Linked DNA regions of Mus musculus: all the other regions are linked to region 2. A link is a contact called in public HiChIP or PLAC-seq data. All regions are on one chromosome and are shown on one strand. The core of a region is the stretch at or near the end of the contact, and the rest is flanking DNA. Distances in the headings are between cores, read along the strand shown. Region 1 has its middle 28 kb from the start of D130051D11Rik. Region 2 holds the start of Gtse1 (G two S phase expressed protein 1). Region 3 has its middle 16 kb from the start of Lncppara.

Region 1 (4,316 bases), core at 1,734-4,233, 200 kb before region 2:
CGCTTTAGTCAATATAGTGTGTGCTCTGCTCCGCCGAGCAAACACCGGGACAAAGCAGCGGCCGGCAGCCCGCGACTCCTGACCCCGGGGTCGCGCCCTTTGTTCGCCCTCAATAGGGCTGCCCGCCGCCTGGCCCGCGGCTAATTGGGGCGCGTGCAGCCTTCACAGCCCGTGCCTGTGCACGGCTGGTCTGTACCTAGACACAGACGCAGACCCCAATTTGGACACCCATCCTGGGCACAGACAGGCACCCAGCCCCAGACATCTACAAACGGACCCTGGAGCCTGAGCAAAGCGAAGATTAGACCAGGACCCTGGACACTGACTGACCCTGGGTTCAAACGAGGACTCAGCTTCGGACACTTCTGAACACTAATGCGGACCCGGACCTGGATCCTGGGCCCTGTCCAGGGCAAAAATCAGACCTGGATATTGACACAGACCCAGTTGGGACTGCAGAGTCCATCCTCAGCACCCACACAGACACTGGATTCAAACCTAGACCCGGACCAGAGCTACAGACTTGGACCTAGTCTCTGCCTACAACATGCATGCCTGGCTGTGGCACAGTCCCAGCATCCAAGCGGTCCCCAGCCTGACTGTAGGTTGCACACTAAGCTGCCTTCAGTGCTGCACCTTGAACCCTCCTCTTAGGATCTGGTACCTAGGCATCTTAGCTCATGGCTCAAGTCTGGGGCTGCCTGCAGGAGGTGTGCCAGGCCAATCCTCTTCATTCAATGAACTGGTGCTCCTATGTCCTGCTTAAAGGTCCCAAGCAGGCCTGTGGCCAGGTGAGACATTGGTCCTCTTAGTTTGGTACTTGCCCAGGAGTCATTAAGGATCTCAGGTGGTTGGATGCAGATATGAGAGAGTATTATATTAGTCTTTTGCTAGCCCCTTTCTTTACCAATGCTAGGAAGTCTGTTTATATAGTAGGAAAAGACAGAATTCTCTGTCCAGAAAGCTGGACTCCTCACCCTTCTCCACACAACTCTTCTTTCCCCTCCAAATTACATCTCCAGTGGAGGGTAATGCCAGGTGATGCTAGCATCTCACGCCACGCACACAGCAGGCACTGAATTCAGGCCCGATCACTCCGTAGCCTGTCTCCTTTGTTCTTCCACCCATATTGGACAAGGCTATAATTTTTATCCCGAGAAGCTTTTAAGACTTAACTCCTTGTATTTTGAAAATGGGCTTTATCTATTTTTATAAAAGGCACTTTCTTGTAATTAGGTGCAGAAACAAAACAAGCAAAGGACTCTTAGAAGACGATGCTTTTGAAGATGGCGGAGAGTCCTGCAGCCCTTGGCTCTTCTGGGCAAGGTCTTCTGGCCTGATTTCTCAGTTATTTCAAAGTTTTGTTCCCAACTTTAACTATTGCCAGGCTTTGCCAGGAAGACTTTCAAGATGTGGGTTTCCATTCTGAACGTGTTTTTTGCAGGGTAGAAACTGCCTCCGGGAAGGCCAAGCACTCTGGAGTTGCCAGGACATGCCTTAGTATTGTAGGAAAGGCTCTGGGATGGGGTCCTGCCACGACCAGTAGTAGTGGAGGGAGCTGCGTGGCAACTTTGCCCGTGCTCAATGTGCCACAGCTTGGAAAGGGCACCATATGGAAAAATTATCCTCGTTCTTCAGGCCTTCCCCAAGTCTTCACTCCACCAGTGACCATGGCATTAACCTAGCCTTACTCTTTTCTGAGACAGTTAGCAATCCGCCGTTGATGGTTGCCTTGGTGGGATGCTGAGGATCCTGAATGTGAGGACCCCCAGGAAAAAGTGTTCTGTGACCTTACTGCTCAGAGGAGACCTTCAGGTTTCCCACACATTTGCATCAACCGCTCTTCTTTTGACACTGAGACCATGGGACAAGTACTTGCCAGGCCCCAGAGTGACTGTAAGCAGGCATGGCCCTGGGAACCACTCTGGCTCACTGGTTAAGAAGGCTCTAGTTTCTGGGGGAATGAGGCAGAGCCCTGGAGATATGGTCCCTTAGGTCAGTCCACGTGACTTTCTTATGAGGAGGCTCAAAAGCACGATGAGGAGCACGTGTCTGAGATTTTTATACCTCAAGGCTGGTTTTGAAGAGGTGGTCAGGATGAACCTCAGATGACCAAAGCTGGCTTCAGGCTCAGTTTGGGGAGGTTTGCCCAAGCTGAACCAGCTGAAGGCAGCTCTGGCCTGAGGTTTCAAAGGGATTCTGGTTGTTGCTGTTGTTGTTGTTGTTGCTGCTGCTGCTGCTGCTGCTGTTTTTTTTCTTTCTGGAAACTCCTTTTATCTGTGAAATAAGTCTATATTGGAAGAAGTGAATGGTGATGTTTTCCTTTATTTATTTATTTTTTAAGCGCATATGTGTGACCGGGTTAGGGTCCCAGGTCTGTGTAATATCCAGCCCTGTCAGTATTCTCTGCCTGCTGTGCCTCAGTCTTTCAAGAGGTCTGGTCTTTTTTGTTGTTCCTCTTGAGTTGGGAGGGTCAGATGAGAGGAGGTGGGAGCATGCTGTGTAAGTTATAAGTGCTTGCTGTATACACAGGGATCCCTGTCATGCTATGTACGTTGTGAGGGGCTTGCTGTATACACCAGCAACTCGGTCACTTCTACCTTCTGAGATCCCCGCCCCCCCCCCCAGTGAGGGAGTCATTTGTGATTAAAACACCTAGCAGCTCCTATAGTGTCCAGTGCTTATGGGATAGCAATGCCGTTGTTGACTTGAACCATGTCGAACCCCTCTGTGCTGGCTCTAATGAAGGAGGACTGATCATAGATGAAGAATCTCAACCTCTCCCTTTAAAAATGATAACAAGATGGCCCCGATTTGGGAGACTGGAGTCGATGGTCCTCTGGGGTACCAGATAGCCATTTGTCTGTCCACAGCCTTCACAGTTGTGCCCACCCTGGCAAAGGGAATTGTCCTCTGTCTGAGCCTGAGCATAGGCTACACTCTTTGGCTCTACCTTGAAGCTCTCAGAGTGGCTGAGCCAGGAGCTGGGCTCTCATTCACAAAGCACAGCTTTTATTGCAAGGAAAGCTCTGCTGTATCAGGCCTCTGTCTGTGATCTAGGTCGATTTGGGGGGGGGGGAGGTGTTGGCACAGGTGTAATGAGAAATGGTGTAACTCAGGAGAGGCTACAGATAGGGCCTGCCCTGCACCTGGCTGAGGGCTATCCAATAAGGGCTTAAGATCGCCGTTGGGCCACAGAGGAAACCAAAGTGTTATTGCTACACACACACACACACACACACACACACACACACGCACGCGCGCGTGCACACACGCACACGCACACGTGCACATACATATGGACACACATGCACACACAGACACAGACACACGCGTATGTTACCTCTATGAATCTAACACTTCACGTCCTCAGTATTAAAGTTTGAGGCACCAACAGACTGCCTTAAAGTCTCTTTCAACCTGTCTGCCTTGGAGCGGTTGGTTGTATTTATAATTCTTCTCGTCACATCAAAGAACTCTATGTTTCTTGTAGGCTGTTTGCAGGCCGAGTGTTTTGGTTTTTGGCTACAGCCGGCTAGGTTTTCTGAATCTGTGGCTCCAGGTGTGCGCCGACAGGCTTTTTCCCAGCTCGTGACATTTCCTTGTGAGCCTTGGGGTCCTGCTGTAAATTCAGTGTTCAACCCAGGACAAGTTTCCAAGTTTAAAATTTTGAGAGGGAGAAAAGGAGTTGGCCGTATCCATGTCCACCGCCTCCCCTAGAGAGAAAGTCTTCTGGGCAGAGCTCGGCTGGGAGGCAGATCAGGCTGAGAATTTCCAGTACCGAGCTGAAAAACTGGTTAATGGGTTAGGCATTCACAACGGTGAAGTCTTTCAGTGTGAACTCAAATCCTCCCCTCTGCATAACATGGAGAACTAGGGTGTAACAGTGAAATGTCTGCTCGTGTTTCTGGTTATCTCAAAGTACATTTTCAAAATCTGCATTTGTCATTAAAAGATATATATATATACACACACATATATGTGTGTGTTACATATATAATACACTACAATATATTATATATTACATATATAATATATTACACATATATTATACATTATATATAATATATTACATATACATATTACATATATATATGTATTTCCTAAGAGTAATACCTTTTCATGTCCAGTGGCCTTCATGACCACTTTCTTTTGCTTAAGGAAAATAAACTTCATATTCTTTTGAAAGCAGGAATCACTGTAATAGCCAGAAGCAAAATGAAAGCATTGGGTTTTTTTTTTTCTTTTGAATATTTCTTTTGCAGCAGTTAAATATTCCCTTTCCTTGAGTAAATCCCTAGTTAAGTTATTTCCTC
Region 2 (4,313 bases), core at 947-3,446:
TCTTGCAGCCAGCAGGAGGGTCCCTTCTGCACTGGGTGGAGCTAGGCCCTCAAAGTCTGCCCCCACAGTGACACTCTTCCTCCAACAAGTACACACCTCCTAATACTTGTCACTCCCTAGGAGGCAGAGGCAGGCGGATTTCTGAGTTCAAGGCCAGCCTGGTCTACAAAGTGAGTTCCAGGACAGTCAGGGCTATACAGAGAAATCCTGTCTCGAAAAAACCAAAAAAAAAAAAAAAAACCAAAAAACAAACAAACAAACAAACAAAAAAAAAAAACAAAAACCAACTTGTCGCTCCCTATGAGCCAAGTGTTGAGTCCATGGGGACCAAACCTATTCAAACCACTACACCAGCTTAGGGCTGCTCTGCTGTGGCAAATAACCAGATAAGTGACATAGCCATCACGAGGTTTAAGCCCATCTCCTGCTTCTGTGACAGGGACATCCCTCCTGGAAGTTGATGCAGTTCCTACTTAAGTAGGGACTGATGGGCAGGTGGGAGTGGGGAGTGGGTTGGAGGTCTCCAAACCAGATCTTTGCTTAGCCTGCTCAGAGTCCCTGCAGTCTGCTGAGGACTGGACAGGTTTTGGGCATTCATTAAAACAATTGGTCCCGTTGACTACCCTCTCCTATGGGAACCTCTGAGCAGCTCCCAAGTGCCAGGTTTGGGTTGCGTCCTAGGGAGATGGGCTTCTCTAATCTTAGCTGGATGAGGCAGCAAGTCAAGAAATTGTGTAATCGCCATAGGATTTGAAGAGGTACTGTCTCCATATCAGGGAGCCTGGGGACAGGTGCCAAGGGGGAACCTCCTCATTAGTCCTCATTATGTATATGATTCCAAATAATACATGATTCAGCCAGAAGCGGAGTCTTGCTCTCTGTCTCTTTCAGAAAGCCTTCCACCCTGCCTGTGGGCTGGTGACAGTGCCTTCTCTTTGCCCCATAGCCCTTGGCACTTGCCCTTGCTATTGAACCACTTTGTGCTGTGATCTCTGGTATTCAATGGCTTCCATTGAATGCCTTGTCTGTAAAAGCTGGTATGTGTAGGCTTTCATGAAAGAAGGCATGCATCTGCCAGGGACAGGCGACTGATCTTAAAGGGAAATGTGTATGCGTCTGGAGAGATGGCTCCATGGCTGAGCACTTGCCGTTCTTCCAGATGACCAGAGATCAGTACCTAGCGCCCACGTAGAGCCTGTAAATCTAGCCTCAAGGGACCTGACACTCTCTTCTGGCCTCTGTAGGCACTTGCATACCTGTACATACGCACACGTCGGCAAAAAAAATAAAATAAAAATATTTTTAAAGCCAAGAGAAAATGTAAATAGCAGTGAGTTACTATGGGTATGCTTTCCTGAACATCTACTATGACCTGATATGATACAAAGAGAAGTGTTGGTGAACTTTACTGCCCAGTGGATAGCCCCAGGGATGCAGGGATTTCATGCACAGGAGCTAAAGGCTTGGACCACAGATGTGACTGCCACCGTGGTCTTGCGCCCCCCCCTCCCGCCCCCGGTGTGAATCAGAAAAGCCTGGCCCTTAAAATTCCAGATACACAGAACCGGTCACCATCCCCAGCCGGTGGGAACCTTGGGTCCGACGAAGCCAGCTTGCCTACTAGTGAGCCAGACCTGGCCGATGTGTAGAGACGACATCCAGACTTGATGGCCTTCTTGATGGCTATCCAGGCCAACCCTGGACTTCCTTGAACCAACAGACCTTGAAGCCAGTTTCCTGCTCATTGCTATCCAAAGGCATCTAACATATTGGCAGCAAAGAAGTGCTAAGACCGGCTCTGTCACTCTTCTGCATTTGAGGGAAAAGGGAGGGCCTGCACACCAGAGTACAGGAGAGAGGCCTTAGGCTGCAGAGAGTACCCGGACGCATGAGAAATACTGGAGATACCAGGACAAGCACCGGAGAGAGTCGGGACAAATTCCTTCCTAGCTGCCTGACCATCTCCTATGCCCCACCATCACCGCCTCGGTCCCTTTTGCTAGCACAGCCACAGGCGGAACGCTTAAATCCTTTCTGTGTCTCCGGAGGAGGAGAGTCATGGGAACTTCCGGTGGGAGTTTCCTGCGCCCAGCGGAGCCAATCCGTGGCTTGGAGTCTTGGGCATTGGTCTTGTACATCAGCACTCTGACTACATTTCCCAGGCTGCACCGAGAGCGTCTCCTGTTTAAACAGGCCAATCGGCGGCCGGCGGAGCCGGGCGCCGCGTTTAAACCGGTGCCGGAGACCCAGCTGGATTTTATGCCTTCCCGGTCAGAGGCGAGGGGTAAGGAGTGGTCGTAGCGCTGGTCCCGGAGAGTGGGGAACCGGGTCCCGAGCCGCAGAGATCCGGGGAGGACGGGCTGCGGTGCCAGCTCTGCAGCTCAGAGCCGGAAATCCGTTACCCCGCCTCGGGGCGCACAGTCTGGGAAACCGGGAGCAAGTTGGGGCTTGCCTCTGACTTGCCTAATTCTCCCGTCCCCTTGCTTCCTGCAGCGAACTCTGTGGAAGGAGGAGACGGCCGCGACGTGCCTTCGGCCAACCAGTGGAGAGAGAGGTGAAGATGGATGCTGGTAGTAAAAAAGAAGGTAAGTCCTTTCTGTTCGTAAGGCTGTTCTGGAGTGTATTCCTTTTCACCCCAAACAAAATAGAGAGGGCTACAACAGATCAAAGAAACGAAGTCTGGATTGATAAGCAAATAAATTTAACTGAAGTTACTTACAAGGACATTAGCAATTCATAGCTCCACCACCAAAGAAGCCCCTACAACATCCCCACCCACTTTTTAAAACCACTTATGTAATCTTAAGAGGGGCCTCCCCCCACTTCCAGAAGGGCTTTAAGTGGGGGTCTTAATCTTGTGAGGGTCTCCTGTGGTTAATCACAGTTGCTGTGCTATCAAAATGGCAACAGCTTTCTCTTGCACTGAGCGCAGAGTCCCTCACTCCACCCATTCCCCTGTGGTTCATTCTTTTCTCCTCCACTGACTTACTTTGTTTGCTTTTCCTTTCTTGCTTGTTTTTTTGAGCCCTCACTTTGTAACCCGGAACTCACTCTGTAGTCCAGGCTGGCCTTGAATTCATCGAGAGCCACCTTCGGAAGCCTTCTGAGTGCTGGCAAATTCTTTGAAAAGCAAGACTTGCTACGTGGTGGCTGCACACGCCTTTAATGCCCCAACTGCAGAGGCAGGCAGATCTCTTGAGTTTTATTTCAAGGCTAGCCTAGCCTGGTCGACAGAGTGAGTTCCAGAACAGTTAGTTCTCTTTGTAAACCTACACAGTGAAACCCTGTCTAAAAGAGGGGAGGAGGAATCTTTACGATGACTTGGTTTGTGTGTGTGTGTGTGTGTGTGTGTGTGTGTATGTGTATGTGTGTGTTTGGGGGTGGTAACCAAGGTGTGCAAGCACCTGAGGGTCCCAGGGCTTGAACTCAGGTCATCAGATGTGGTGGGAAGTAACTTTGCTCCCCTGAGTCTTAGAGGGTTGATGTGGGTTTACAATTATTTTCTCCCTTTTAGGGCTGAGCACTGGGCCTTTGCACCCTATCAGGTTATGTATCCTCTTTGACACCTTAGGAGACTGCTTAACACAGTGATGCCCATTATAAGAAGCACCTCTAATGACCTAGGCTGGCAGCCCAGTCCAGTAATTTATGAGCATAAACATAAAGGTTTAGAATGCAACTTAACCAGGCTGTAACGTGCATCCTTAATGAAGCCTATGACCTTCCTCCACCTTAGGATTTTGTCCTGAATTATGTAGGTTCCCTCCGGTGAAGCAGACCTTTAAGTACTACTGGGAAGTGGCTGGTCTGTGAGAGAGAGCTGAATAAATCCACAGTTGGTTCAACCAAGGCTATGCTAGGAATGTGGATAGGCAGAGCAAAATTTTTGTTGGTGGTTTTGGTTTAGGTTTTGGGGTTTTTTTTGTTTTTGTTTTTTGTTTTGTTTTCTTTTTTGTTTTGTTTTTTTGGAAAGGGACCCGAGGAGCAGTGGTGCTCCACAGATACTCGTTGGTCTCTACTGTGAGTTTGAACCATCTTTGAACTCATCGCTGATAGATGTCTCATAATTGAATTCCAGGCTAGCTAAAGTAGTTGATCTTTAGAAAATAGCCTGTGCCTGAAGGTGACTTAGCCTTCTTGGAAACCCTAGATTCTATCATAGAGGTAAGGTTCTGTGTTTTGATGGTGGATCAGTGCACTCAGAGTGGCTCCTGGAACTTGAGAGTGGAAATGGGAAATAAGAAGGACTTGAGGTGCCCATGACAATTGATTGAATTCAGGCAACAATCTATTACTTTACTGAGAGATTCATA
Region 3 (4,300 bases), core at 182-2,681, 170 kb before region 2:
CACCCTGGGAAAGCTCTGCCCCTGAGACAGGGTCATTCTTGAACAGATGACCCCCTGGACCATCCAGCTGAGAGGACAATGCCAGGTACCGGAAAGTGAGCACTCCTAAGGCCAAGCATATGACTAGGACCTCAGCTAGGTGTCAGGATAGCAAAGGAATGGCCACTGAGGTCAGTGTCCAGCTGACAAGAGAGGAGATAAGAGCAGGTAAGCAGGCCCGGCTAGAGAGCTCCAAGGCTGAAAGCTTTGGCCCAGGCGTGAGCTCGGACGGAATTGGCTCTTCCCAGAGAGCCCCCGTGCAAGTTAGACACCACAGACAGGTCTTATTCTGTGTGATGGGGAGAAGTGATTTTGCAGAGTACCTACTAAGTGCCAGGCCCAGGCTGGGAATTGTCATGCATTTTAAAAAACAATCTCCACATTCATTTTAATGTCTCCAATTCTGTCTTGTCTTGATGTCTGACCGGAGCCCATGCTGAATGCATTAGACTGCAGAATAAATAGAGCATAGTTCTTGCCCTCGAGAGAGAACCCCCCTGTCTAGTGAGCGCTGGGTGCTAACTTTTCTATATAAGCAGGTCAAGGTACAGAGAGGCTGGAGAGCTTTCCCACAGCCAGAGTCTGGCGTTGGACTCCCGTTTATTTCCTGCCTGTTAGAGGCTGACTTTGGCCGGTTTCTCCTCAGACACCCAACACCAGTAAGGATCTTTCCTTTGGCCTGGAGTTCTGCTGCAATAAAAAGGAGTTGTCCTGAGGGTCTAGGCCATGGAGGTTTGGGGTTGCTGGAGACCTCTCTGACAGAGCTACCATCACCTCTCTGCTGGAGTCTGCAGCTCTGAGTTTTCTGGGGGTCTAGGATACTTCCCTGGCTCAGGGTTTCTATACCTATGTGGTCTGATGTGCTGTGGACCACACTCAGGGTAGCAGCAAGAGATGAGGAGGGAGCCTGGTGTCCCCATTGTTTCCCATAGTCCTGAGGCAGGGAGCTACTTAGAACTGGGAGCCTGGATGCTGTGTCCCAGGTCATGATGGGCTCATAAAAGGCTAGTTCTCCGTGGTAAGTGTGTCAAAGCACAGAGCAAGGGGGACTTCTAAGAGTCCCACCCAGCTGCATTAGTTGGTGTGGCCCACGTTGGGGGCTTGTGTCCCCCAAGCCCACAGAGTCTCTTGCATATCACAATGGTATGGAGCTCCTTTGATTCTTTAGGCCTCCATCACTCAGGTTGTAGGCCCCGTAGCACACCAGGCCAAGTGTGCCTGTGGGAGGAGAGCCATCGGTACCATCGAGAGAACAGTAGAGGACCATGTGGTGGTGATCCCTGTCTCGCTCCCCAACTCCCCCCACTTTACAAGTACCAGCAGGCCTGAGGCACACAGAGCATCCACATGGCTGGCATGACTAATGCAGATATCTTCAGGAAGGCCAGGCTCCCACTGAGATGCCCGTGGGCCTACTCCCTTTGGAGGAGGCTTGGGTCGTGGGTTGAGAGCACCTGAGGAATCCAGGAGACTTCCTGGAGGTGGTGGACCGACAGCCCTGGGCTCTTCCCTAAAGCTGACCACCATAGCTATGGCTGCAGGGCCCTGCGCCCAGTCTTACTCCTGCCACGTCCCAGGGCTCCCTGCCAGGCGCCACCCCCACCCCCCCACCCCCACCAGCCCTGAACAGGCCACATCTGCTGCAGCAGCCACGCCAGAGCTCCACCTCCTATCCTGTCCCCATGGAAACCAAAGTCAGGGGGGGGGAGTTAGCCACTGACTGGTTTCCATTAGAGCAGCCTGCTTTTCTGGAGCCCTGCCCCTGAGCTTCTAGGCCTCCCCAGAGACTTCCTCCTGCATTTGCTGAGCACCACTCAGTCTGTGCCAGGGAGCTCAAGGGTCCCAGCCCTGCCCACACTAGCCAGCTTACATCAGGGAAGTATCAGGTGGGTTCAGGGCCCAGCCAATCACTAGGGATGCTTTGGGCCAGTTATGGTGTTGGGACTGACCGAAAACCACCACCACACAGATTTTGTGTCTTAAAGAAGCTATGTGCCCAAGTCAGTCCTGCCTGGATTCCAGAACTCCCACCCAATCGTAGAACCTATGGGACCTTAGACCCCTTTTTCCAGTCTCTGGGCCTCGGTTTACCCATCCTCAACATGAGAGGGTTAGCAGGTTTCTATGTCCCTTGTAGTAGTATTTAAGTAGGGAGGGTGGGAAAGGAAGAAAGAAGAAAGAAAAAACGGAGCCACAGCAGTGTGAGCTCCTCTGGGCTCCCAGGCTGCGGTTTTGTTTGCTTTCAGAGAAGGGGGTTTTGAAGGAATCTTGGTTGTGGAATGTGTCTGAGACGGTGGTTGGAGAGGCCGCACACAAGCCAGCCAGAGCCCTTAGCATCTGTTTGGCACCCAGTGACCTAGCTATGAATGCAGCGACAGGAAGCTCCAGGCCTGCCAGAGGGCTCTGCAAACGACCAAAGAGGTTTCCAGAGGTCAGAAACCTAGGCCTAGGATGAGATCCTACTTAAAAAAAACAAAAAACAAAAAAAAACAAAACAAAAAAAAACCTCCCGTGTGTTCATCCCTAGGGAGGCCTGGGAAAGGGATACATACATGGTGGCTTTGCAAAGTTCACCTGAGGGCTATATGTGTCTGTGGCAGCTTCAACCTGGCCTTTACGCGGGTGGCATGGTAGTGCACCACCCTCCTCCTTCATGGAATCAGGAAGAGAATATGGATGTATGCGCTGGCACTGACACTGGCACTGGCTCTGGGGGCGGGGAGCACCTTTTGAGCAGCCTCCAAATGGGAAGCCGCTTGCATTGCCTTCAGTGCCTCACTGTTTGCATCTGCAAAATGGGGACAGCGACCCAGACTCGGTGTGAAAGCTAGAGGAAAAGAGGGGCCAGAGCTGGATACATGCAGCAGGTAGGATCTAAGTGGGACCAGCATGGGGACCTCATGAACCAAACAGGCCCCGCATCCCAGTTGCTGCTGCATTCTAGTTGCTGCTGCCCAGGTACTGAGGCACCTGTCTTCACATTTTCTCTGATTCGTTCCTGATTCAAGTGCCGTGGCGGTCTCCTACCCCTAGGTCTCTCAGGCTCACTGCCCATCCCTCTGTCAGGGAAAGTAGGGCATGAAGATTCTGTCTCTGTGACTCCAAGGCTGGGTGTGGTAACATTTTTTAGCTTTCCTTCCCAGCTGGGGAGGAAACTTCGATGAGGACGGATCCTCTTCTGATAGCTACTGTGCAACATGCAAACACACCACCTCGTAGCTGTAGGCCGAGGGAGCTGGGTAGAGCAGAGTGCTGGGCCTGGTCCGGCTTGATTTAGACATCCAGGAGACTGGGAAAGCATAGGAAATGAAGGAAATCTCCCCAGGGAAGGGAGAGACGAGATAGAGGAGCTTAAGTACCCAGATAATTATAAAGCATAGCCTGATGATTTACCGCCAGGCCGACTGGCTCCTCTGACTGCCCCTACCACCTGTCCTCTGCCCCCCCCCCCATATGCCCTAGAGGCCAGCAGTGGGGAAAGCAGAGAAGCAGTGGGCATGGCCCCACGCCCAGCCTTTATGTTGTTTCCTAGAGTTGGGCTCCAAGTAGGCTCTGGGCAGGAGTCACCGTGAAGGGGACCAGGCTTTATTGTGCTGGGCTCAGACATCTGACCCTACCCAGCTCTGTTGTCTAGACCAAAGAAAAGGGGCTATGAGATCAGGCACTTACAGAATATCCCTTAGCCTGTACCCTGTTCGCAGCTGCAGGGACCTTAGTGGACAGAGCCAAAAAGCCTGACCTTCCCACCTAAAAGAGGGTTCTCGTCACAATCTCCGTTGTGAGACATTTATTGTTGTTTGTTTTGAAACAGGGTCTCACAGTGTAGCCTCAGCTAGCCTGGAACTTGCTGTGTAGACCAGGTAGGCCTTGAACTCACAGAGACCCACCTGCTTCTGCTCCTGGAGTCCTGGAATTAAAGGTGTATGCTACCACACCCTGTTAGTGGAACCCCCGACAAGCCTTATGTCTCCACGCTCTTTTATTTTATTAGGATTCCTTGTCACCACCTAGAAGCGCCCCCCTAGCCTTCTGCTCAGCTCCTACACTGTGGGCTTACAACCCTGATGGTCCTTTCACCAGTGTCTACACTGAGAGCTCCTGGCGCAGGATGGCTATAACCACGTATGGCTCCTCACAAGCTGGCTCAGGTGTATTTTAGGGAAACACTCTGAGAGCGAAGGCACTGGAGGGAAGGTCCCCTATGCCTCCGTGTATGGATCTCTCCCATGGACTCGCTCCAGTATCATGAGCACAGAACCAC

What was found. HiChIP or PLAC-seq counts read pairs in DNA pulled down with a chosen protein or histone mark.
Region 1: a FOXA1 HiChIP or PLAC-seq map of pancreatic cancer cells shows a contact between it and region 2. The contact joins the enhancer-like site here to the promoter of Gtse1 in region 2. A contact is called at or near these places in 8 of 115 datasets of contacts at active chromatin or transcription factors (VIP interneurons, bone marrow-derived dendritic cells, bone marrow-derived macrophages and 5 more) and 2 of 9 other capture datasets (adipose tissue and pancreatic islet).
Region 3: a contact with region 2 is called in an HNF4G HiChIP or PLAC-seq map of pancreatic cancer cells. The contact joins the enhancer-like site here to the promoter of Gtse1 in region 2. A contact is called at or near these places in 5 of 115 datasets of contacts at active chromatin or transcription factors (VIP interneurons, embryonic basal ganglia, embryonic stem cells and 2 more) and 2 of 9 other capture datasets (adipose tissue and liver).

The regions. Positions count from the first base shown.
Region 1 is chr15:85,660,913-85,665,228 of GRCm38.p6, forward strand. No RefSeq gene overlaps it. Among named protein-coding and RNA genes, the nearest start is that of D130051D11Rik, 28 kb to the left of the region's middle. Within about 2 kb of position 2,984, at least 37 of the 459 cell types and tissues checked have an H3K27ac peak or open chromatin away from gene starts, as enhancers often do. A contact at or near this core is called in pancreatic cancer cells, where this site is marked.
Region 2 is chr15:85,857,511-85,861,823 of GRCm38.p6, forward strand. Gtse1 (G two S phase expressed protein 1) reads left to right here and starts at 2,197. Exons shown (of 12, transcript NM_001168672.1): 1 at 2,197-2,284; 2 at 2,494-2,585. The coding sequence starts at 2,561. Ttc38 (tetratricopeptide repeat domain 38) reads left to right here. Exons shown (of 14, transcript NM_001033337.4): 14 at 1-1,312.
Region 3 is chr15:85,685,435-85,689,734 of GRCm38.p6, forward strand. No RefSeq gene overlaps it. Among named protein-coding and RNA genes, the nearest start is that of Lncppara, 16 kb to the right of the region's middle. Within about 2 kb of position 1,432, at least 163 of the 459 cell types and tissues checked have an H3K27ac peak or open chromatin away from gene starts, as enhancers often do. A contact at or near this core is called in embryonic basal ganglia and pancreatic cancer cells, where this site is marked.